Linked DNA regions of Mus musculus: regions 2, 3, 4, 5, 6 and 7 are each linked to region 1. Evidence: chromatin contacts called from public HiChIP or PLAC-seq and promoter capture Hi-C data. All regions are on one chromosome and are shown on one strand. Each heading gives the region's core, a stretch centred on a gene start, on an enhancer-like site or on the middle of the called end of the contact. The rest is flanking DNA. Distances are from core to core; before and after follow the strand shown.

What was found. Promoter capture Hi-C pulls out the DNA fragments that hold promoters and counts their contacts. HiChIP or PLAC-seq counts read pairs in DNA pulled down with a chosen protein or histone mark. Capture Hi-C pulls out chosen DNA fragments and counts their contacts.
Region 2: a contact with region 1 is called in a promoter capture Hi-C map of liver, with 6 times the contacts expected there. The contact joins the promoter of Wnt1 here to the promoter of Bcdin3d in region 1. A contact is called at or near these places in 3 of 39 promoter capture datasets (liver and pre-B cells).
Region 3: an H3K4me3 HiChIP or PLAC-seq map of embryonic stem cells shows a contact between it and region 1, with 4 times the contacts expected there. The contact joins the promoter of Lmbr1l here to the promoter of Bcdin3d in region 1. A contact is called at or near these places in 1 of 39 promoter capture datasets (hippocampal neurons) and 2 of 115 datasets of contacts at active chromatin or transcription factors (embryonic stem cells and pancreatic cancer cells).
Region 4: a contact with region 1 is called in an H3K27ac HiChIP or PLAC-seq map of microglia, with 4 times the contacts expected there. The contact joins the promoter of Dip2b here to the promoter of Bcdin3d in region 1. A contact is called at or near these places in 1 of 39 promoter capture datasets (liver) and 3 of 115 datasets of contacts at active chromatin or transcription factors (embryonic stem cells, microglia and neural tube).
Region 5: an HNF4G HiChIP or PLAC-seq map of pancreatic cancer cells shows a contact between it and region 1. The contact joins the promoter of Arf3 here to the promoter of Bcdin3d in region 1. A contact is called at or near these places in 1 of 39 promoter capture datasets (liver) and 1 of 115 datasets of contacts at active chromatin or transcription factors (pancreatic cancer cells).
Region 6: a contact with region 1 is called in a promoter capture Hi-C map of pre-B cells, with 3 times the contacts expected there. The contact joins the promoter of Lalba here to the promoter of Bcdin3d in region 1. A contact is called at or near these places in 2 of 39 promoter capture datasets (liver and pre-B cells).
Region 7: a contact with region 1 is called in a promoter capture Hi-C map of liver, with 4 times the contacts expected there. The contact joins the promoter of Atf1 here to the promoter of Bcdin3d in region 1. A contact is called at or near these places in 2 of 115 datasets of contacts at active chromatin or transcription factors (embryonic stem cells and memory CD8 T cells) and 1 of 9 other capture datasets (liver).

Annotation. Positions count from the first base shown.
Region 1 is chr15:99,472,865-99,476,057 of GRCm38.p6, forward strand. Bcdin3d (BCDIN3 domain containing) reads right to left here and starts at 1,866. Exons shown (of 2, transcript NM_029236.2): 1 at 1,592-1,866. The coding sequence starts at 1,828.
Region 2 is chr15:98,788,379-98,791,239 of GRCm38.p6, forward strand. It overlaps Wnt1 (wingless-type MMTV integration site family, member 1), which reads left to right and starts at 1,479. Exons shown (of 4, transcript NM_021279.4): 1 at 1,479-1,914; 2 at 2,486-2,739. The coding sequence starts at 1,811.
Region 3 is chr15:98,916,413-98,919,538 of GRCm38.p6, forward strand. It overlaps Lmbr1l (limb region 1 like), which reads right to left and starts at 1,686. Exons shown (of 17, transcript NM_029098.3): 1 at 1,438-1,686. The coding sequence starts at 1,509. Gm41396 (a long non-coding RNA gene) reads left to right here and starts at 1,557. Exons shown (of 5, transcript XR_001781764.2): 1 at 1,557-1,644; 2 at 2,501-2,610.
Region 4 is chr15:100,037,031-100,040,099 of GRCm38.p6, forward strand. It overlaps Dip2b (disco interacting protein 2 homolog B), which reads left to right and starts at 1,634. Exons shown (of 38, transcript NM_001159361.2): 1 at 1,634-1,879. The coding sequence starts at 1,780.
Region 5 is chr15:98,761,334-98,764,437 of GRCm38.p6, forward strand. It overlaps Arf3 (ADP-ribosylation factor 3), which reads right to left and starts at 1,785. Exons shown (of 5, transcript NM_007478.3): 1 at 1,647-1,785. LOC115488470 reads right to left here and starts at 713. Exons shown (of 1, transcript XM_030248862.1): 1 at 1-713. The coding sequence starts at 579. The coding sequence ends at 115.
Region 6 is chr15:98,481,157-98,484,432 of GRCm38.p6, forward strand. Lalba (lactalbumin, alpha) reads right to left here and starts at 1,527. Exons shown (of 4, transcript NM_010679.1): 1 at 1,380-1,527; 2 at 917-1,075; 3 at 374-449. The coding sequence starts at 1,515.
Region 7 is chr15:100,226,188-100,229,419 of GRCm38.p6, forward strand. It overlaps Atf1 (activating transcription factor 1), which reads left to right and starts at 1,672. Exons shown (of 7, transcript NM_007497.3): 1 at 1,672-1,895.

The DNA of each region.
Region 1 (3,193 bases), core at 616-3,115:
TGTATGCATGAGTCTTAGTGCTTACACATGCTAATATGTGTACGGATGCCCAGAGGGGCCAGAAGAGGACTTCTGCTCTGCTGAAATTAGAGTTCCAGGTGGTTGTGAGCTGCCCTCAAGGATGCTGGGAATGGAACTTAGGTCCTCTGAAAGAACAGCGCTCTGAAGAATGGAGCTGAGTTCCTAGAACCCCTTCTAACTTAACAATACACAAGTTACCTCCGGGGTCATCTTAAAATACAGATGCTGGCTAAGTAGACGGGGGTGGGGGTGGGGTAGGCTGAGATTCTGTGTGTCTAACAAACTGCACAGTCACACTAACTTTGTTCAAAGTCACAGTTGAAGGCACAAGGACCCACACCACGCCACTAAATTTCCTCCTACCCTGATTTGCTTCCCTCCTATCGGACTCTGTTTTTGAGGCCGGCATGGTCTCCATATTGAGGGCAGAGAGAACTTGTGTAAAACAAAAATGAGTGGATAAATGCGTAAATAAATAAATGTTCAAAAGTAAACTTGAGAACAACTGCCTTAGTCAATTGCAACCGTGTCCTTTCTACTGTGGCTCTGTATATACTGTTTACAATTTTAAAATCTTTTTTTTAAAAATGTTTTTCTTTTCTGTTTTTCTGCTGGTTTCCTATACCACGGTGACACGTTTACAGGGACACACACCCAGCTGGTTACTGTAGTCTATAACCAAAAGCTCTCCTCAACTGAGACCCTCAAAGGTCTTCACCACCCACCAATGTCTCTTTTTTGTCGTTTTTGGAAACATGGTCTTAGTAGCCTAGGCTAGCTTCAGACTTGTGGGAATGCTTGTCTTCTGAGAGCTAGAATTACACGTGGGCAAAAGGTCTATCCCTGGACTCTGGTGATGGAATGTGGAGCGAATGGCGGAGGGTCCTAACCATTTGTAATGTTGGATAAAACTGCCCGCTTCACTGGGACATCCACTAACTAGCTACAAATAGGCGAGACTGTTATTTCCTTATTTTTGCTGCGGTTTGACTCTAATCATTACATGTCTGAAAACACTCTGCGGTGGGAAAGGTGGTTAAGGCTTCCTCCTCTGGCCGGATGATCTATTTTCTTTCTTGATCCCTCTCTACTGTTCACCGTTGTACTCTGTTAGCACAAGTAAATAAGGATCTGGCTCCAGGTCTGTCTTGCACTGTATATCTACAGCCTTAAGTTTCAGCCGTGATTACGTCACCCTGGCTCTTATCTTTTAGGAATCAGGATTCCCAGATTTTTTGGGGGGGGGAAGGGAAGGGGATCCCCGTTCCCCAGCCAAGAAGACCAGCAAAGCAAGAGAGGAGGCAAACGCCGGAAGTCCAGATCAGACGGTCCTCCTCCCCAGCGGTCTGGCGGGAATTTTTGGAATGAGTTGTGGATTGCTCAAAATTCCTCACTCGGCCGTGGGGCCCCAAAGGGAGGGCTGGGACGTGCACGTGTCTGTCAAGGCTATACTTTAAAAGCCCACTCTGGGCTTTGAGTTTTGATGCCACGCCCAGGCCAGCACCACGGAGGACGCGGAGGCTGACCATCGCTGGGCTCCCGGCGCTCCGATCCCTGCCGCGTCACTCACCCCGGAGTTACACCCCACGTCGAGCCCTAGGATCGGCCTCTTCTCGGGACCCTCGGGAGGGAAGAGCTGCCGAAGAAGCTCCGGGGGCAGAAGGCGGAGCCTTTGCTCGGGAGGGTGGAAGCGGGAATAATGAGGGAAATTTCCGAACGGGGCGGCCCCGGGTTCCAGAGCCCCCGGATGCTCTTCCTCCACAGCCTCTCCAACGCCCCCTCTTGACAATGTCCCGTCTGCGGCCATCACGCTCTGTCCCTCGGTTGGGGCGGAACCGGAAGTCTGGAGCCCGCGGAGGGAGGGGGCGAGCGCAGCGCCAGCGCGCATGCGCCTAGGGTAGAGGTCTGAAAGAAGGTGAGTTTAGGTAGGTGAGAAGACCCCAGTGCCTAGTCGGGGCTTTCGGTATCCTATTGGAGGCCGTGATCGTCCCCTCTTACTTAACGGACTTGCCCAACTTGAGTTGAACCTTGGGCCACTGACCAAAGCAAGGAGTTTGTGGGGGTCTTGAAAGTGAAGTTGGTCCAAGTTTCTTTCTTTTCAGATACACAAAGTGAGCTGTAAGGAAGGGGGATTCCTTGTCTGGGGAGTATGTGTGTGTGTGGGGCCTGTGACGGGGTCACACAACAATGCACTGACACAGGAACTTGAGCCTGGTTTAGAAAACGTAGCTGGAAGCTCTAGAACACTTAAGGTGCCACAAGGGGACCGACAGACATAGTAACTATAGACTTCATTCCAGAGGATGGAGTTGCTACATTGATACTTTTCAGCTGTGAACCTCCTATATTTATCATAAATCCTGGCGCACGGTTGTTCAGTAAATACTTGTTGAATGAAAACTGTACAAGATGCAAGTGACTAAGCCGTATCTGTTTGGGGGAAGAAAGAAAATGGGAGAACAGAGTTAAATTGAAAGAGATGTGTTGAGATAAACTTAAGACCAAAAGTGGGCCGAACTCTGTAAAAATGGTTCAATCAGGAAATGCTTGCTGGGTAAGCTCGTGGACCTGAGTTCGGATCCCAAACACCCACATAAAAAGCAGGGTGTAATGGTGTATGCCTGTAATCCCAGACTAGCAGATCTCTGAAGTTTGCCGGCTAGCCAGCCTAGCTGCGTTGGTGTGTGCTCCAGGCCCACTGAGAGATTCTGTCTCAAAAGATAAGGTGGGAAATGATCGAAGAAGATGCCTGCCATCCGCCTCTGGACTCTACACACGTGTACACACGCTAGGAAATAGTAATACTTTAAAAGCTTTTTAAATGTGGTCTGGGGTGGGGAAAGCTGGTGAGGAGAGAGACTGAGGAGTCAGCCTCCCTTAGTCTCTGTTCTATTGCTGTGGAGAGACAGGTAACCATGGCAACTCATTAAAAAAATAATTGGAGGCTTGCTACAGTTTCAGAGGTTTAGTCCATTATCATCATGGTGGGAAGCAGTAGCTGAGAGCTAGACCCTGATCCATAGGCAAAAAGAGAGTCCAGGCTTAGCCTGGGCTTCTGAAACCTCAAAACCCACCTCAGGTGACAAACTTCCTCCTACAAGGCCACACCTCCTAATCCTTTCAAAGAGTCCCACCCTCTGGTGACTATTCAGACATATGAGCCTATGGGGGC
Region 2 (2,861 bases), core at 229-2,728, 680 kb before region 1:
TTCAGGAGATTTATTTTATGTATGTATGTATGTATGTATGTATGTATGTATGTATGTATGTATACGTGCACCTGTGTGTGCTTGGTGTCAGTGGGGCTCAGACATCACCTGATTCCCTGGAACTGGAGTTACAGGTGGCTATAAGCCACCACTTGGGTGCTGAGAACAGAGTCCGGGGCCTCTGGCAGAGCAGTCAGTGCTTTTAGCCACTGAGCCATCTCTCATTCCCCCCAATTATGTTCATCTTGAGTTGGGCAGGTACGGTGGCGGAATAGGCCTGTAATCCCAGCAGTCACTGGACCATCATGGGTTCTACATATTAAACCTTTATGTTAGGTAGGGTCACACAGCAAGATCCGGTCACAAAACCAGCAACAACAAAACCAAAAGGAGCCAGCTTCTTCCCACAAGCATTCTTTCCCTCAGGTCTTCAGCTCCATCTGACAGCTACTCGGCTGGTGGTCCTATCCTTTCTGAGCCTAGTTGCCAGAGAAACAAGCCCGGTTCATCTTCATGACTAGCACATCTAATGATAAGCACAGGTTGACTCAAGGTGCCATAGGGTGACACTAGGTACCCAGAGCGACAGAATGACACCTATGAGTGCACGTCGTTAATCACAAACACACACACACACACACACACACACACACACACACACTCATGCACCCACCTGCAAACACAATTGCAGCCTTCTGGACGTCTCCTGTCACAGCCCCACCTCCTTCCTGATACACTGCGTTAAGTGGTGACTGTAACAAAATGACTTCATGCTCTCCCTGTCCTGAGCCAAATTACACAATTATTTGGAAAGGGCTCAAAATGTTCTTCGTTAGAAGTTTCTGGATACACCAATACACAGGAGCGTGCACCCTCAGAACACATGTACACTTTGACTTAATCTCACGGGTGACACACCGACGCTTACACTCCCCCTAGCCCACAGAGGCAAACTGCTGGGCGCTTCTGAGTTTCTCACTGCCACCAGCTCGGTTTGCTCAGCCTACCCCTACACCCCACGCCCGGGAATCCCTGACCACAGCTCCACCCATGCTCTGTCTCCTTCTTTTCCTTCTCTGTCCAGCCGTCGGGGTTCCTGGGTGAGGAAGTGTCTCCACGGAGTCGCTGGCTAGAACCACAACTTTCATCCTGCCATTCAGAATAGGGAAGAGAAGAGACCACAGCGTAGGGGGGACAGAGGAGACGGACTTCGAGAGGACAGCCCCACCGGCGCGTGTGGGGGAGGCAATCCAGGCTGCAAACAGGTTGTCCCCAGCGCATTGTCTCCGCGCCCCCTGGCGGATGCTGGTCCCCGACGGGCTCCGGACGCGCAGAAGAGTGAGGCCGGCGCGCGTGGGAGGCCATCCCAAGGGGAGGGGTCGGCGGCCAGTGCAGACCTGGAGGCGGGGGCCACCAGGCAGGGGGCGGGGGTGAGCCCCGACGGTTAGCCTGTCAGCTCTTTGCTCAGACCGGCAAGAGCCACAGCTTCGCTCGCCACTCATTGTCTGTGGCCCTGACCAGTGCGCCCTGGTGCTTTTAGTGCCGCCCGGGCCCGGAGGGGCAGCCTCTTCTCACTGCAGTCAGCGCCGCAACTATAAGAGGCCTATAAGAGGCGGTGCCTCCCGCAGTGGCTGCTTCAGCCCAGCAGCCAGGACAGCGAACCATGCTGCCTGCGGCCCGCCTCCAGACTTATTAGAGCCAGCCTGGGAACTCGCATCACTGCCCTCACCGCTGTGTCCAGTCCCACCGTCGCGGACAGCAACCACAGTCGTCAGAACCGCAGCACAGAACCAGCAAGGCCAGGCAGGCCATGGGGCTCTGGGCGCTGCTGCCCAGCTGGGTTTCTACTACGTTGCTACTGGCACTGACCGCTCTGCCCGCAGCCCTGGCTGCCAACAGTAGTGGCCGATGGTGGTAAGTGAGCTAGTACGGGGTCCGCCACTTGTCCTGGGGCAAAGAGCCAGGCACGGGCCTTACCCAGCTCCCACGCTGTGGGGATCACCAACCTACAGACCCCCCTCGTGCATTGTGACTTCACATCCAGGGTGCTCACACCTAGAACTAGCTCTGCTGAAGTGGGGGCACATCATTGGCATGCAGAAGCCCAGATACACCAGGCTCAGAGACCATTCCCATTTAATACGACCCCGTTTCTGCTGAGCAACAGGTCCCAACCTCGCTGTGGTGGGTGCTCAGGTGTCCCTTAGGTCTTGAACCAAAAAAAAAAAAAAAAAAAAAAAAAAAACCAGATATTAGCTTTGAGGTGAGGGAGTGGAATTCCTAAGTTTTTCAAGGTGGGCAAGGCTGCAGGTGGGGTTTCTCCTCGGGGGCTGACTTGAAGAAAGGAAGAGCTAAGGTAGCCATGCCTTTTCTGTCCACTCACTAGACTCTGGAGCTCAGGGCCAGGCAAGGATAGGGTGGTACAGCCTGTATGGTTAGGATGCAGGTCCCCTCCCCTGGACTGAACCCTTATGCATCCCGCCAGGGGCATCGTGAACATAGCCTCCTCCACGAACCTGTTGACGGATTCCAAGAGTCTGCAGCTGGTGCTCGAGCCCAGTCTGCAGCTGCTGAGCCGCAAGCAGCGGCGACTGATCCGACAGAACCCGGGGATCCTGCACAGCGTGAGTGGAGGGCTCCAGAGCGCTGTGCGAGAGTGCAAATGGCAATTCCGAAACCGCCGCTGGAACTGCCCCACTGCTCCGGGGCCCCACCTCTTCGGCAAGATCGTCAACCGAGGTGGGTGCCCAGGAAAGCGACGCTTCCGGGATTAAGGGAAAAGCAGGGTCATCTCCAGGGCATAGGCGGGCGAAGGCAGGGAAGACATCCCAGGGTTATATGTGATCAAACTGAGAATCGCC
Region 3 (3,126 bases), core at 436-2,935, 560 kb before region 1:
TTCTAGATGGGAGCCACATTCAGGAGACACTAGAAACGTTCACTTGCCCCTGGCTGGAGCTGATGTCCTAAGCTAATGGCTTAGGAGGCAGAAACACATACTGAGCAGTTTCTTCGGCCTCATCCCTCCAGGTGGTCAGTATCTTATAAGGCCTGGATGTGCCCCCCCCTGGCCCCCCACCGTGATATGCCCAATCCCCAATGTGTACCTCTCCCAAGGAACACAGAAGAGATGCTACCCGACTCTTATCCTGGGGCTAGATACTCGTATGCCCTCATTGGTAAGGGCAGACCTAGTCCCCTTTACCGTTTCTTCAATCTAAGCATGCCAAGGGGTAGCCTAAAGCTCAGCCTGAGAAAAATGAAGAAAGACACCATCTGAGCCCTCCCCTTTATTCAGTAAGATCTCCTTCCACTCCTCCAAACCCTTCCCTTTTCATTTAGTATGTGCAGAGCTCTCTGGGAAAACAAAACAAAATAAAACAAAAAAACCCAGCAGACAAAGAGATTATCATTCAAAGCAGGCCCAAGGAAAATAGATTTCCCTAAGTCCCACGGGTGCTCCTACCCTAGAGTAGTACACTGCCGTATGGAAAGTTCAACTGCAATTCTAGATTAATGCTTAAAGAATAAGAAATACAGGCTAGATGCGCTCAGGATCACTGCGGACCCGGGACCCTCCCACCCCCACCCCACCCCACCCCACCCCACCCACACATGAGAACTCACACGGGATGGCTGGAAACCCAGTCTGAGTGTCAAACAAATTATCCGGAAGTCGTGCGGGGTGTGTGTCATTGTATTGGCTTGTGTTTGGCATGCTGCATGCCAGAGGCCCAGGATTCAATCACAGAAGGAATGAAAACAACCACTACTACAGGGGAGAGAAAACAGGCGGGGAAACCTCGGTGTTCCTCCATCTCCACTTCTTACAACCCCATCTCGTCGGACAGGACTTCTTTCTTCCTTAGTGGGAGGACCCACTACAGCTCCCACTTTTCCTTCGCCCCTCGCGCCACCATCGCATGTCCCCGGTTAACTGCTCAATGTGACCGAGTCTCCCTTCATTTCAACATCAACCATGGTTGCCCTTCATCTACTTTTAAGGGGGAACACGCACACTAACTTGTCCCGAAGCAAATCCATCCTTTTCCAGAGGATCAAACGCTCCACACTAGAGGACCCCCATCGCCAGGAACGCCCACGGGGGTGGAGTAGAAGGGGCGGGGGGAGGGGCGAGCGGCCGAGGAACGGAAACCCGGCGGCTTTGTTTACGGCTCAGGGACCCAGCCGACCCGACCGGGAGTTCACCGGCCCGGCCCCGGCGCTCGCAGGGGTCGAGGTGCTCCGGAGCCCAGGCAGCTGGACTTCCCGTCTCCATCGCGGCGCGCCCCTCCCACCTCGGCCCGGCCCCTTCCCGCCCAGGTCCCGGACTCACGATGCACTCGCGGACCCTGTCGTGGAACAGCTGTTCTCGCACGGATAGCACTTCGTAGTCAGCTGCTTCCATACTCTGCTCAGCATGACTGGGGCGGGGGTGTCTCCGGGCCCGGGGAGGACGAGCGGGGATGAGGCCGCCGCCGCCCGCCAAGCACCCGGACCCAGCCTAAGCGCCTCTCCTCGCTGCCCGTGACGGAAACTCAAGGTAATCTGGGGCTCAGATTCTGCGGTCGGACGCCCCGCCCTTAAAGGGGCAGGCCCCAGCCCGCCTAGTCTTAAAGGGCTCGGGTCCCCCTCGGTCCCCTCCCCTTTAAGGTGGGGTCACTCGCAAGCACGTTTCAACGCAAGTACCCGCCGCCCGGCTACGCGGAAGTGCCAGGCTTGGTGCCCAGTGACGACACAAGGCCTGGGCGGGTTTCTTCAGAGGAGCGGAACTTACTGGTTCCTCGTAGACTGTCGGTCATCGCTAGGAGTGCGCTGATAGGACATTCTGGGAAAGGAGGCGGGATGTTTTTGGCCTGTCGAAGCTGTTCTAAAACTAAGAGTCCTTGTGGTCCACGGCTGAGATGTGAGGGTTGGTTCCAGGATGTGTATCCGTCAGGATTTTAGTTTAAACGAATAAGGTTGGGATCAGGTCAGCCCGTCGAGAAGATGTAAGCACCACGGGGTCTTCTGAAGGGACGGCTGCCTGTAACCCAAAGGTCCATAGCGTTTTCTTTTCTTTTTCTTTATTTTTATTTTTGGTTTTTCGAGATAGGGTTTCTCTGTGTAGCCCTGGCTGTCCTGGATCTCACTCTGTAGACCAGGCTGGTCTCGAACTCAGAAATCCGCCTGCCTCTGCCTCCCAAGTGCTGGGATTAGTGGCTTGTGCCACCACTGCCCGATGCGTTTTTTTATTTGTTATTGGAGTTTCCCTGCCACTCCAGACAGCTTTCACACAGTTATTTTTGTGGAAGGCCTAGGGTATTAGAGAACAAATAGTTAAAAAACAAACCACAACAAAAACAAAAAAACAGGAGACTTTTTAAAAATGTCATGAAACTTTTGTTTTGTTGAGACAGGTCTTGCGATGCAAACCAGGCTACCCTTGAATTCTCAGCTTCCTAGTTGATTGCATGTATTACCAGGCCCAGGCTATCCCGAAACTGAGGAAATATCCCAGGGAATATTGGTGAGTGGGTTGAGTAAAACATTAACTCCCAAACATTAACTCCCTGCTATGTGCTGTTCTCTTTATAGCCTTTATCTAATTTTAATGTTTTAACATTTTAACGTTTTAACGTTTTAATTTGAAACTAGAAAATAGAGGTTGGCCCAGTCCTACTTTGAGATTCAGAAACCATCTGGGCATTGTGGCACACGTCTTTTAATTCAGCACTAGGAAGGCAGAAGCAGGTGGATCTATAAATTCATGGCCAGTCTGCCCTTTACATAATGTTTTAGGACAACCAGAGTAACATGGTGAGAATTTGTCTCAAAAACAAAATAAATACATCCCGTGTATACATTTATGTTTATATAGTTGGCCCTCTGCATTGTTGGGTTCTACATCTGTGGGTTCAGCTAATCTCAAACACAAAGCAAAAACCATTTGGGAGGGGTAGCTATAGAGATGGCTCAGTTGGTAACAGGAGAAGGACCTAAGTTCCATTCCTAGCACCCACAATTAATGAGTAGTGCAGGCTGG
Region 4 (3,069 bases), core at 384-2,883, 560 kb after region 1:
AGCAGACTGATTTTGAATTTAGCTCCTCAGTTTATGTAATGTTGGGGATTGACTCCTGGGCTCCCTGCTTCTAACATCCCCAGCTTCCATTTTGGAGCACCTTGGAAAGAAAGAGACACTAGGATCCCCTCAGGCTGTGTGTGCCACCCCCCCCCCCCCCATGCACACAGTGGGGAAAAAAATCATAAATCAGTTGTCTCCCTGTGACAAAATTTCAATACTAAACACAAAAGTTACAATGTAAAATAAAGATCTTAATAGTTTTTGGTAAGAATACAGGAATGTAAAATTTGAAATGTAAATAAAGAAAATAATAATAATAAAAGAGGGGAAAAAGAATACAGGGATTTTTTTTTTTTGGCCTTCCTTATATATACTAAACTAGAATGAGTACTTTTGGACTACATATAGGTTACATACTGAGGTGGCTAAAAAAAAAAAAAAAAAAGCTATCCCCAACTCCCCATCAAGCTAGGGCACGTCTTTGATTCCAACACTCAGCAAGGAGGCAGATGAAAGTGGATCTTTGTCCTTTGTCGGTTGAGTAGAGAGTTCCAGGTCAGGCAAGACTGCATAAAGAGATGTCTTTCTTTCTTTCTTTCTTTCTTCTTCTTCTTCTTCTTCTTCTTCTTCTTCTTCTTCTTCTTCTTCTTCTTCTTCTTCTTCTTCTTCTTCTTCTTCTTCCTCCTCCTCCTCCTCCTCCTCCTCCTCCTCTTCTTCCCCTTCCCCTTCCTCTTCCCCTTCCTCTTCCTCTTCCTCTTCCTCTCCTCCCCCTCCCCTCTCCGTTCCTCGCTCCTCCAGACAGGGTCTTAACTGTGTAGCCCTGGCTGAATAGGAATTCACTATGTAGACCAGGCTGGCCTCAAACTCAGAGATTAGCCTGCTTCTGCCTCTTGTGTGCTGGGATAAAAGGCGTGCACCATTATACCGAATGCGGTGTATGTAGCCGTGTGTGTAGAGGTCTGCAGAGGTCCTCAAGCTGGCATTAGACGCCCAGTGCTGAGAACTGAGCTTAGGCCTTCTGCAGAAGCAGCCAGCGATTGTAACAATGAAACCATGTCCCCAACCCCTATTCCCACAGAAGTTCTTTTTATAAGTCTTTAGGAGTCAAGGCAAGATGAAGCAAGTTCGACTGTGATCTTTTTTCTTGTGTTTTGAGACAGGTCTCATGTAGCCCAGGCTGGCTCTCACTGAGGAGAGAATGACCTTGAACTTCAGATCCTCCGGTTTCCACCTCCTGAGTGCTGGGATTACAAGAAGCACCGAAAAAGAAATCAAAGAGTTGTTGGCAGGCATAATCCAGAATCTGGGGTAGATGAAGGATGTGGCCTGTAGGCAGGTCCATCAGGGAAAATGGGGGAAAAGACATGACAGATGCATGCTCTCCCGAGTGAGAGGGACTGGAAGAAGTAAGGGCAACGTCCCGGAGTCCTCTTGCTTGAGAGTTTGTGGAAGGTAGGCGTCATATGCAGCAGGTGCCGCATCTTCCCAAGGAGAGCAGAGCAGGCGACGGCAGCCTGCGCTCTCCAAGATCCGCGGTAGAGGGCGCTGTAGCCACGCCCGTCCTGCGTCTCCGGGGCGGGACGAGCTCCAGGCCGGGGGGCGGGGCCGCACGCTCACGTGACCCTCGCTCATGGCGGCGGCGGCGGCGGCGGCAGCGGCAGCGCCGGCGGCTCTCGGCGGCTGGAGCCGGATCCTGTAGCCGGGGTGTGGGCCCGCGTCAGTCCGTCCCTCCTTCGGCCCCCTCTCGTCTTCCGGAGTGTGGCTGGCGCAGCCGCGATGGCGGAGCGAGGCCTGGAGCCGTCGCCGGCCGCGGTGGCCGCGCTGCCCCCCGAGGTGCGGGCGCAGCTGGCTGAGCTGGAGCTGGAGCTGTCTGAGGGTAGGCGAGCGCGCGGCGGGCCGGGCGAGCGGGCGAGCGGGCGGCGGCCTGTGGGCGGCTGGGCTGGCGGGGCTCGCCGCTCCCCACCCGCGAAGCGCGGCTGGGCTTTCATTGTTGTCCCTGGGGGGCCCCGCAGGACCCGGGGACGGGTCAGCTGGAGACAAAGCTGCGCCCTCCGGCTGACACCTTGCCCCTCTGCTGCCTTGCTCCCGAAGGGCCGCTCGCCTGTCCCCTCGCTCCGGCTTCAGAACGAGGCGCAGGGGGACGCCGCAGCTGCACGTCTTCCTGCTTCTCTAACAATGCGAGGTGCCTCACCAGTGACAGGCGTGAGAAAGGAGCGGGGGAGCCATTGAGGGTCCGAGGGAGGTCGGAAGCGGTGGCGCTAACCCAGAGACCCCCCGATCCGCTGCCTCTAGACCGCCTCTGTCCTTGGGAGCAGCAGGCTTTTCTTGCCACCTGCATTCAGTCTAGGTTTTCCTATCTGGTCACCTTTTGGAGTCTTTGTAGAGGTGGCTACCGGGTACATGCAAATCCTGGCCGGCACCCTCTTTCTTTTGACAATGGATTGGTACAGGGAGGGTTGGGTTTGTGTAGATAATTTCAAACATGGACTAAATCTGGGCTCTGTTACAAGAGAAGTGCCTTGGATAACAATGAGGACCTCAATGCCGGCTGTGGGCATGTGGTCAGGCGAATGTGCTGTGGAGATCAGCTTCTCTGTAAAGTTCCTGTTTTTATCGCAGGCGGCCTCTGAACAAAAGCAGCATTTTCTCCGCGCTTGGTTTCCGTACACTTCGCTGATGTCTCCAGAGTTGCATATTGTTGAATTCCTTGCCAAAGACCCTCCCCAGTATTTTTCAAGTTCACTAAAAACTGTTGATTGGAAAAGAGTAAGGAATGTGATCAAGTTCCCAGGAGCGTTCTAGTTCCGACTTTTTGTTAACTTGTCACGACACTGGGCTTTTTCAAACCTTTTTGAGAATCACTTATAGTGAAAAGCCAGAAGTGCGTTTGAGTGTCACAGATCTTACTCGATTGAAGGAAATAATTAATTTTAATAACCCTTTAAGGCTTTCCCAATGTGTAGGGTGGTGATCTTTTCACCTGCATGCAATTATCAACATATTACTTTTCAATTAATCAGTGGGGAAGCGTTTAGGAAGATAGGAAACCTTTGGGTTGCTTGCCCG
Region 5 (3,104 bases), core at 535-3,034, 710 kb before region 1:
AGAAACCTTGCGCAGTTCTATGCATTGCTATCCCGTGTTCTTACAAAAGCAAGATTCAAATCCAGCCTGTCTCAAAAAAGGAAGTAAGGGTCTGCCTCGGTTCCCAGGTCAACCTCAGCACTCCAGAGACAGCGGCAGGCAGCTGGTAGGTTGAGGCGAGCAAGGGCACTGCATCTCAAACAAACAAAGGAGTAAGGGAGGGGGAAAGGAAGGAGAGAAAGAAGGAAAACTGTGCAGGAGTGACTGTGTGACACCTGGGAGCCCTTTCCAGCTGCCTCCAAGGTCAGTGACTCCTTGTGTGAAAAGCTGAATGTAAGTGGATGGGCCTTTCTTAAAACGGCCTTTAACAATGTACTCAAGCGCAGGTCCAACATGCCAAAGGCCAACCCAATGGCCACTGCAGCACACAGTGGGGATACTATCCCCAAACAGGTCTAAGACAAAATGGCAGCAAAGACAGTTCCCTATCCCCCTGCCTGGGGTCACAGATGGAGGTATGCAGAGACTAGATTCTATCCTGTTGCAATGACTCAAGCAATCAGACTCCTGCAGCAGATCTCCTCCCAATAAAACTTTCATGCCATGGACCCAAGGGTGACCCAATGCAACAGTGGCAGAGACGGGTTTTACATTACCCGTCTCCCTAATGACCTCACTATTTTCTTCTTAGTCCTGACCACATACATAACCCTCCACTACATTCTTCCTGGCCCAGAGACCCTCTCCCCCCCCCCCAAAAAAAAAAACAAGTCTCTCCAAAGAGTTACGACTTAACTAAAGGACCCTGAGGTTTTAACAGGGAACTTCACCTCCCCACCTCCCCCTCCTTCCTTCAAAAAGGACTGGCATGCTAAGCAAAGGCTTCATTTTCTGTTCCGGGAATCCTGGTACTTCCTAGAGAAAGAAAGCGGATTGGAAGACACAAACTCAGGGCCAGTGACAAGCTGCTCCCTCCTTCGGTGACACCGCCCCCGCTCCGCCTGGGGGAGGAAGGCCCCACCTCTCTCCTCCGAGCTAGCTCAGGTCCCCCTCCCCCGTCTCCAGCCTCCTCTCCACCCTCTCCCCACCTGCTGCCCTCTTCCCAACACCCCAGAGCAGAGCGCCACCTCCGTGAGGACCGTGCGCAGCCAGCCGAGCCCCACCAGTAGGCCCTGATACTAAGCCCCGGCCCCCCACGCCTCGCGCTGGGTGAGGGAGGAGAATAACCACGGCACGGCACGGCTTTTCTTTGGTTCCCCCACAGCTCGGGCGGGGGAGGGAGAGAGAAAAGGCAGCGTTCCTCGCAGCCCTTTAAACCCAAGGAAAAGAGAGCCAAACAGCCACACCGCCCCCGCGTCCCCCTCCCACAGGTCAGCCTGCCTCCCCCTCGTCCCCAACCCTCCCAAGCTCACCTCTGCAGCCCAGGTCGCACCCTCGGGGGAGGCGGAGGACAAATCCGTGTGCGCCCCCCGCCCCCACCCCAGCTCGGCGTCCTTCGGCTGCGGGGACAGGAGTGGGGCTGGGGTCCCCAAGCTCAGCGAGGATCACCCCCCACACCAGCACCTCGCCCAGACGGTGCGAGCCGGACCGCGGCCGGGGGCCTCGGGCTCCCACCCGGACCCAGCCTCTTCCCTGCCCGGACCCGCCTTCCCTCCCCAGCTCCGAACCTGTTCCTGCTCCCTGCGCCGCGGCTGCCACCGCCGCCTCCGCCCCCGCAGGTTCCGCCCGGCTCTCCGGCCGCTGCCTCCCGCTCCGCAAGCCGACCCGACCGCGGTGAAGATGGTCCGCTGGCCCGCTCCCCGGCTCCCTCCTGCCCGCCCTCCACCTAGCACCGGAAGCCGCGACGGCGACAGGAGCTGTGCGGCGAACACCCACCCCCAGCCCGGGCTACTTCCCACCTCCACGATCGCGCGAGAAGTGCGCGGTAGCGAGCGGCAGTTCTCGCGAGACCCATCACCATGGCAGCGGCTGCAGCAAAAGCAGCCGGTGCTGAAGCTGAGCCTAGGCGGGGGCCTGTGTGGGGGCTGGAGGATCGGAAGGCACGGCGTGTAGAGGGGGCTGTGGGCACTGAGGTGAGGCTCCCGAGCAGAGCGAGCTCCGGGACCTTGCCACATCCTGGCTGCGCTGGCCACAGGGCTCGGACCAGGGAGTCTCCGGGGTTTCTTAAGCAGAGCCCATGTGGAGCATGGAGGATGAAAACGGTTGCTGTATCCTGCTCTAGTCCAGTCTTATTCCAAATAAACAGCGCATCACTCGCACCCCACCTGCTAATCCGCTCTGCTCCCTAGTTCCTAAGGATGCTTTCTCTGAGATCCTTTCCCATAAAGGAAGAGGAGAAAGAACGATGCATTCCAGATACTAGAGGAAACATCTGGATGGGGTCGTCTAGGAGGTTGAGGCTGAAAGGCAGAGGGCAGAAACTCAGAGGCGGCTCTCATGAAGTCTCTCTAGATGAGTCTGGATTTTAGTATCCCCAGGAAAGCGCACCCAGGACCCCGCCTTCCTTCCCTGACACTCATCTTTTGACATGATGGAGACACTGCCTGAGACTCTAGCCACAAGCTATGTTAGAATCTGAGCTAGAAGGGTCCTCGCCAGAAACGGGTGCTCTTACCCACTGAGCCATCTCACCAGCCCCCACTGCGTTCTTTAAATGCATCAAGTATAAGAGCTTGGTGCAGCGTTATAACTCTTCTCTCCCTCCAAAACATAGGCTGGGAACAGAATCTATCTCTTGTCACATCTGTCTCTGGTTTATACCTTTATACCAGTTTGTCTTCTCTTGTTTACCTCAAAAATTACAGGACTGGCTGGGGGCGGTGGTGGCACAAGCTTTTAATCCCAGCACTGGAGACTAGGGTGCAGAGGCAGGTGGATGTCTGTGAGTTAAAGGTCAGTCTGATTTACAGAGCAGGCTCCAGAACAGCCAGAGATGGTTAACGAAGAGATGGACAGCAAGGAACTTGCTTATAACGAAGAGAATTATATTTGTCCCCACTCAGGACTCAATGCTGTTGAGAGCCTTTGTTAAGCTCTGGTTTTTGCTCGTTTTTCCCTCCATTTATTAACTCTGTGTGTGTGTGCTTGTATGAGAGATTGCGGGTGCACTTGTGCTCTAGCAAGAT
Region 6 (3,276 bases), core at 277-2,776, 990 kb before region 1:
GAGTTCGAGGATAGCCAGGGCTACACACACATACCACAGACACACACATACACACACAAACACTCACTCACAAAAACCTCTCTCAACAAGCCAAAATAATAATAATAAAATCAATAAGAGTTCAGATCTAGGAAAGATGTGGAATAATACCACAAGGGCTTTAAGGATGAGAACTGGCCAGGGGAAGAGAGTCCTGGACATCAGTCTTCCAACATGGAACTTCATATCGGGGAAGTTGTCACACAAAAATGACACGAAGAAGCATTTTAAATGTAGACCTTTGGGACTCTAGATGAGTTTTGTTTTGGAGACTCCATCCAAAATTAAATGGTCTGGAGAGGGAGGTCAGAAGAGAGCAAAGACGACGACTTACCAGTAGTCGATTCCTTTGATAGCCAGGATCTTCTTGGCACACGCTATGTCATCATCCAACTCGTCATCCAATAACTCTGTTATAACAGAGTGCAGGAAGGAACAAGACAAATAAGAAGTACAGCTCAGTGGACTGGTTCCTCTGGCCCCAGAGTCAGGGGAACTGGTTCTGAGTTGAAGGTTTGGCCTAGAGACTTTCTATATGAAACGGCCAGTCTGATAATGCCTCCCCTCCATGGGAACTCCATTCCCTTCCCTAGGACACCTCACGAGACAGCATCAGATTCATCACGCCCTGAAAATACAGCGTATCAGACTTCAAGACTCACAAGTGTCCCAAACTACCCTTCCCTGAACCTTAGGGGACTCTCTGGGCATGTGGAGATCATGACCAGTGACCAGGTTCTTACTAAGCACTGCTATCTCAAGTCATATGGTACCCAGCACACCTGAGACATGCTGGGTACCAACAAGGAGGCTGCCTGGGAGGACTCGGAGGCAGGCTGTAGAGATACAGAAGAGTGTGGTGAAAGAGGATACTCACTGTCACAGGAGATGCCACAGATGTTCTCCGACTCGGGGAACTCACTACTTTTACACCAAAATCTGTCACTGATCTGGAAGAGTCCGTACTCTGTGCTGCCGTTGTCGTTGACAACAGCTTGTGTGTCGTAGCCACTGGTATGAAATAAAACACAGGCCCCTGAGGGAGACAGAAGAAAGAACTTTCTCAGAGATGTCTCAGAGTACCATAATTGAAACACTGGTTTCCCGGGGGGGGGGGGGGGGGGGCTTCCCAACCAATCTCCAAAAGTGGTGAAGTCCAGATTATCTTGGTGAAATGAGAAAGGCCAGACAATGGGAGACAGGCAGGGCAGGAGAAGTAATTGAATACAAGAGGTCAAGACAGAACAAGAAGAGGTACGAGACCACACCACGAGGAGACAGAGAAGGAGGAGAAGGGAGAGGTGGGAATGGAAGGAAGCAGGGACGTAGTATGAACTCACATTCAAGCAAAGAGATGCCTTGATAGCCATCTATGTCTTTAATGGCATGGGACACCTTGCATTTTGTAAGCTCTGTGGCTTGAAAGGCAGGCAACGACAAAATACACACCAGGAACAAAGGAACGAAATGCATCATTTTGACTGCTCCTGGACCTTGTAATGCAGACACCGCTCACTTCATCTGCTTTTATGTATGAAGAAGGCCTCTGGCCTCCTGGCACCGGGCCTTCTCTCTAGGAAGACAATGATGAAGAGATGCTTATGCCAAAATAGAAACCCTGAGCCTGCCAGCCTCCCTCCATCCTGCCACCCTCCCCCCATCTCCTGCATCCAGTCAATACCAAGTATTGTTTTCTTCCCACATAATTCCACACATGACCCAGCTTCTCACTTGGCTCTGGTAAACCTTCATTTCTTTTAGGGCTGCTTCCAGGAAGCAGGATTTCCTTAACCTACTTTTGGAACAAAGGAGGCTTCAGAGACAATACAAGGGAGGTGACTGGAAAACACAGTTGGCTACAGCCAACTCCATGCTTACCCCTAAACACATACAGAACGTGGAAAGGGGATGTATCACATCCTAGGATCAAAGGTGATATTTGTCTGTCCAACCTAGCCATAGGACAAAGTCCAGGAAAGCCCCTTGATATGGAGACTCATAACTGAGAGCCTTGGGAAAAGGGATGGAACATGGTGGCATTTAGCATGAGACTCAACTACTACTTGGATCCCAAGACTTCCTATGGAGGGAGATAGATAATGTGAAAAGTTTTGTGTAAAAATATCTAGCTGTTCTATAAGAAACTGCCAAGCGCCGGGCAGTGGTGGCGCACGCCTTTAATCCCAGCACTTGGGTGGCAGAGGCAGGCAGATTTCTGAGTTCGAGGCCAGCCTGGTCTACAGAGTGAGTTCCAGGACAGCCAGAGCTACAAAGAGAAACCCTGTCTCAAAAAAACAAAAAAAGAAAAATAAAAAGAAAGAGAGAGAGAGAGAGAGAGAAACTGCCAAGCGCCCTGCCCTCAATCGCCTCTGCCATAACTAGCTAGATGCTTTTTGGTGTCACTAAGACATTGTGTCAATCCAAGGCTAATTCCATAGCAACATTGTTAATAGCAACATTGTTCATAGCAACATTGTTCATAGCAACATTGTTCTTGGGTAAGTGGTCCTTGATAGCGAAGGTTGGCCACAGACAGGAAAGGGTCCTGGGTAAGCTATAATAGGTATCTCCCCTAAGCAAGTCAGGGCCAGGTACTAGTTTCAAATAATTCCTGTAATTTTCTGTCATGGAGTACTACACTCATGGCATCAATAATCCTTTCCCTCCTTCCTGCCTGTGCTCATTTTATGAACCTGATTTTTTTTTTTTGACGTCTCCCGAGGTCTCCATCCTAACCAAGCCACCTAAGACTTATAAACTGGAAGTCTTCCAACTGGTTATTATCTGTAAATCTTCAGAGACAGAGACACTCTTCTCTGTTCAACCCCATCCCCCTCTACACAGTGTAACCAGTGTATAACACAGCATGACTGAAACTCGTGTGGAGGATGTGAAACCCAAGATGGATGAACAGAAACCCCTGAATGGAAAGAGACGCATGCTCAGAAACACTGCAAGCATGCTGACTCTGCGGGTCTCCTGTGTTCTACCCGGAAGGACTGGGAGGGTATGGGACAAGAACGGGAATTCTGTCACACTGAGCAAGTCCCATGGGGACTCAGTGGGGATGGAAAGATGACCATGGACCACACAGGAGAGGACTGCATGAGAAGAGTTAGGTCTGATGGAGTCTTCCCAATGGTGCTATCTGTATAAACTGCCTCTGGCCCTGGGCTGTGGAATGAGTATCTGTGATGGAGGGAAATGGAGACCCACAGTCTTGGACCACAGGCATTT
Region 7 (3,232 bases), core at 422-2,921, 750 kb after region 1:
AGCAGATTGTGAGCCTGGCTACCAGCCTGTGCTTTGGCATGCTAACAGACACCACAGTTAGCCATTTGTCCTGGGTTTCTTTGGGACCTGACAGCAACCATTTGTAATTCTAACTCCAGAGGATCCAACGCTCATTTCTGGATTCTGAAGAAACCTGTGCGCATACCATTCCCCATCTGAGACACACAGACACACAAAATTTACAATAATATATTTAAAAAGCAAACACTTGAAAGAAAGGATGAATGTATAGAAGTGTTTGGAGGGGGGAAAGAGCTGGAGAGATGGCTCAGTGGTTAAGAGCACTGACTGCTCTTCCAGAGGTCCTGAGTTCAATTCCCAGCAACCACATGATGGCTCTGTAATGGGATATGATGCTCTCTTCTGGTGTGTCTGAAGACAGCTACATAAAAAATAAATATAGGCCGGGCGTGGTGGCACACGCCTTTAATGCCAGCACTTGGGAGGCAGAGGCAGGCGGATTTCTGAGTTGAAGGCCAGCCTGGTCTACAAAGTGAGTTCCAGGACAGCCAGGGCTATACAGAGAAACCCTGTCTTGAAAAACCAAATATATATTTATATGTGTGTACACACACACACACACACACACACACACACATATATATATCTTTAAAAGAAAAAATAAAGGTTTGGAGGGAGGAAAAGAGAGAAATGATAATATAATCTCAAAAAAAGGACCCCTTTTAAAAACACTATGGGTGATGGAATGACTGCTGCTGGCCTGTTGTTCAGGCCAGGCTGGTATCTGCAAGCTTTCCCCCGACCTTACTTTGTAGGTCACTTTCCATAATGTTGAGACTCTGACTTAGTGTTGTACTTTCCATAGTTTTTTAAGACAGGCTTTCTTTGTATAGCCTTGCCGGGCCTGGAACTTTCTATGAAGATAAGAGATAGCACTGTGCCTGCCAACCCAAAGTGCTGGGGTCAGAGGCACAGCTGACCACGCCTGGCAATTTCCATAAATTTGATAGCGACTCCAGAGAGGTTGGGTAACTAGCCTAATCAGTCAAAACCCGAGTACTTCTATTTAAAGGTAGTCATCGGCCTTAGCTTTATTGGGCAATATTTGCTGAATCACGGTGCCTGGAGTCTAATAAGCCCTTCTAAACGCTTCAGTTTTACATCACATCGTATGTTCTGAAGGCTCAAAACCAAAGTCTTCACTCACCCAGTTATTAGGAGGGAAGGTGTCAAATACAACTTCTCAAAACATTTGATAATGCACTTTGTAGAGGGCATGCTAAAAACAAGCAAGCGAGCGAGCAAACCGCTATGATGCCCTAGCAGAACCTTGCCAAGGCTGAGATAAAGGCATCTGTATGAAGGTCAACTCCCCACAAGGACATGCTAAGTCCTTTCCGAAGCACTAAGATGGCAGCGCAAGGTTTTACAGTTACTTAAACAGAGCAGGTAGCCGAGGGTCAGCTGTCCCGCCCGCGAGAGAGGGAGGTCAGGACCCCGCGCCATTGCCCCAAGATCCCCGGAGCTCCCCCAGCGTCCCCGTGGCGGCCCGCGCGCTCCCGAGCTCGCCAAGATGGCGGCGCTCACGTGACCACGCGGTGACGCAGCACGCCGGCGCGCAGGCCACGCCCCTCCCCACGCTCCCGCGCACTCCTCGGCCGCCCCCCCCCCCCCCCCCAGCCCCGGCCCCCGGCCTGTGCGGATCATGCCGCCTGCGACGCCCCTCGCGGCCGGGAAACGGTAGCCGCGACGGTTGGCTCTCGAGTTACGCTCTCCTCCCGCACCCCGCCGACCCCTGGGACGCGCGCCACCTCGCTGCGGTGCGCGGCTGGCAAGTGAGGAGTAAAGTCGGCGCCGCCTGGGACGGGGGAGTGGAGCTTCCTGCCCCGGGCAGCGGCCAGGCGGCCCCGCGGGTGAGTGGGGCGCGGCGGAGCGCGAGGCGGCCCGGGCGGGAAGGCGGCGCCGGCGGGGACGCAATGGCGGCCACGCGCCGGCCGGGGGTCGCGCGCGGCTCGGCGGGCGGTGGGGGAGGGGCGCGGTGGGGGTGGGGCCGGCCGCGCGCTTCCGGTCGCGCGCGTCCCGAGCGCCCGGGCGTTAGGCTCCCCTCGCCTCCGCGGGGCGCGTTGGGAGAGGCGCCCCGGGCCTCCCGCGCTCCTTGGCTCGGCCCGCGCCGCATGGAGGCGGGAAGAAAAGCCGAGCGGCGGCCTCCGGCAGGCTGCAGACGCCGCGGCCTTGGGCTCCCGCCTCCATGACTGGGAAAACCGAGGCAACCCGCCCTGTGGCGGGGCACGGCGTTCCTCTCCTTCCGGGAGTCTCGCCGCTGGCCGCCTAAGTTATGATAGAAACTTAAAAGAGTCTCGGTAGCCGCCTTTTCTTTTTGAGACGGGATTTGTTGCGAAGAGTTCATGGTGCAGGACTTCCAGACGCGGTCGCCGGGTCCGGTTTATTATAGCGTTTTTAGTTTTGCCTGAGACAGGGCTTACCAAACTGGCCTTAAATAAATTTATATATACATACACACACACATACATACATACATACATACATACATAGTCCAGGTTGGCTTCGAACACGGCTTATGTTAGGATTTTTTGTTTGTTTTTTTGTTTTTCTTATATGAGTACACTGTAGCTGTCTTCAGACACTCCAGAAGAGGGAGTCAGATCTCATTACAGATGGTTGTGAGCCACCATGTGGTTGCTGGGAATTGAACTCAGACCTCTGGAAGAGCAGTCAGTGCTCTTAACTGTTGAGCCATTTCTCCAGACCTTCAACATCTTTTTCAAGGAAGGAAGCTAAGACGCCTTTTCCTCACTCACCAGCTGAGAAGTCTCTGTACTTGATATTTATTGATATTTACTGTTCACTCGTGACAGTCTGCTGGTCACTGAGCACACTTTACTGCAGACAGGCACTGCCTTTAGAGAGCTTAAAGCTGGGAGAAACAGGCAGGCTAGTAAACATAGCTGTTAAGTAATTCAGAGATAACGAGCCAGGCAAGACAAATGTATTAAAATAGGACCTGATCCAGGCGTAGTGGCACAAGCCTTTAACCCCAGCTCAGGCGGCAGAGGCTCTAAAGACCAAACCAACCTCCTACCCCTCACCCAGGAAGGAAAGAAAACCACAGGACTTGGTACAGTAAGGAATGGCAGTAAGAGGTATTGCTGGGCCAGGAATGGTGGTGGACACAGCCTAGCTTCTGGGTTTTTGCATCCTAATGTGAGATCTGAAGTAAATACAGTTTCTT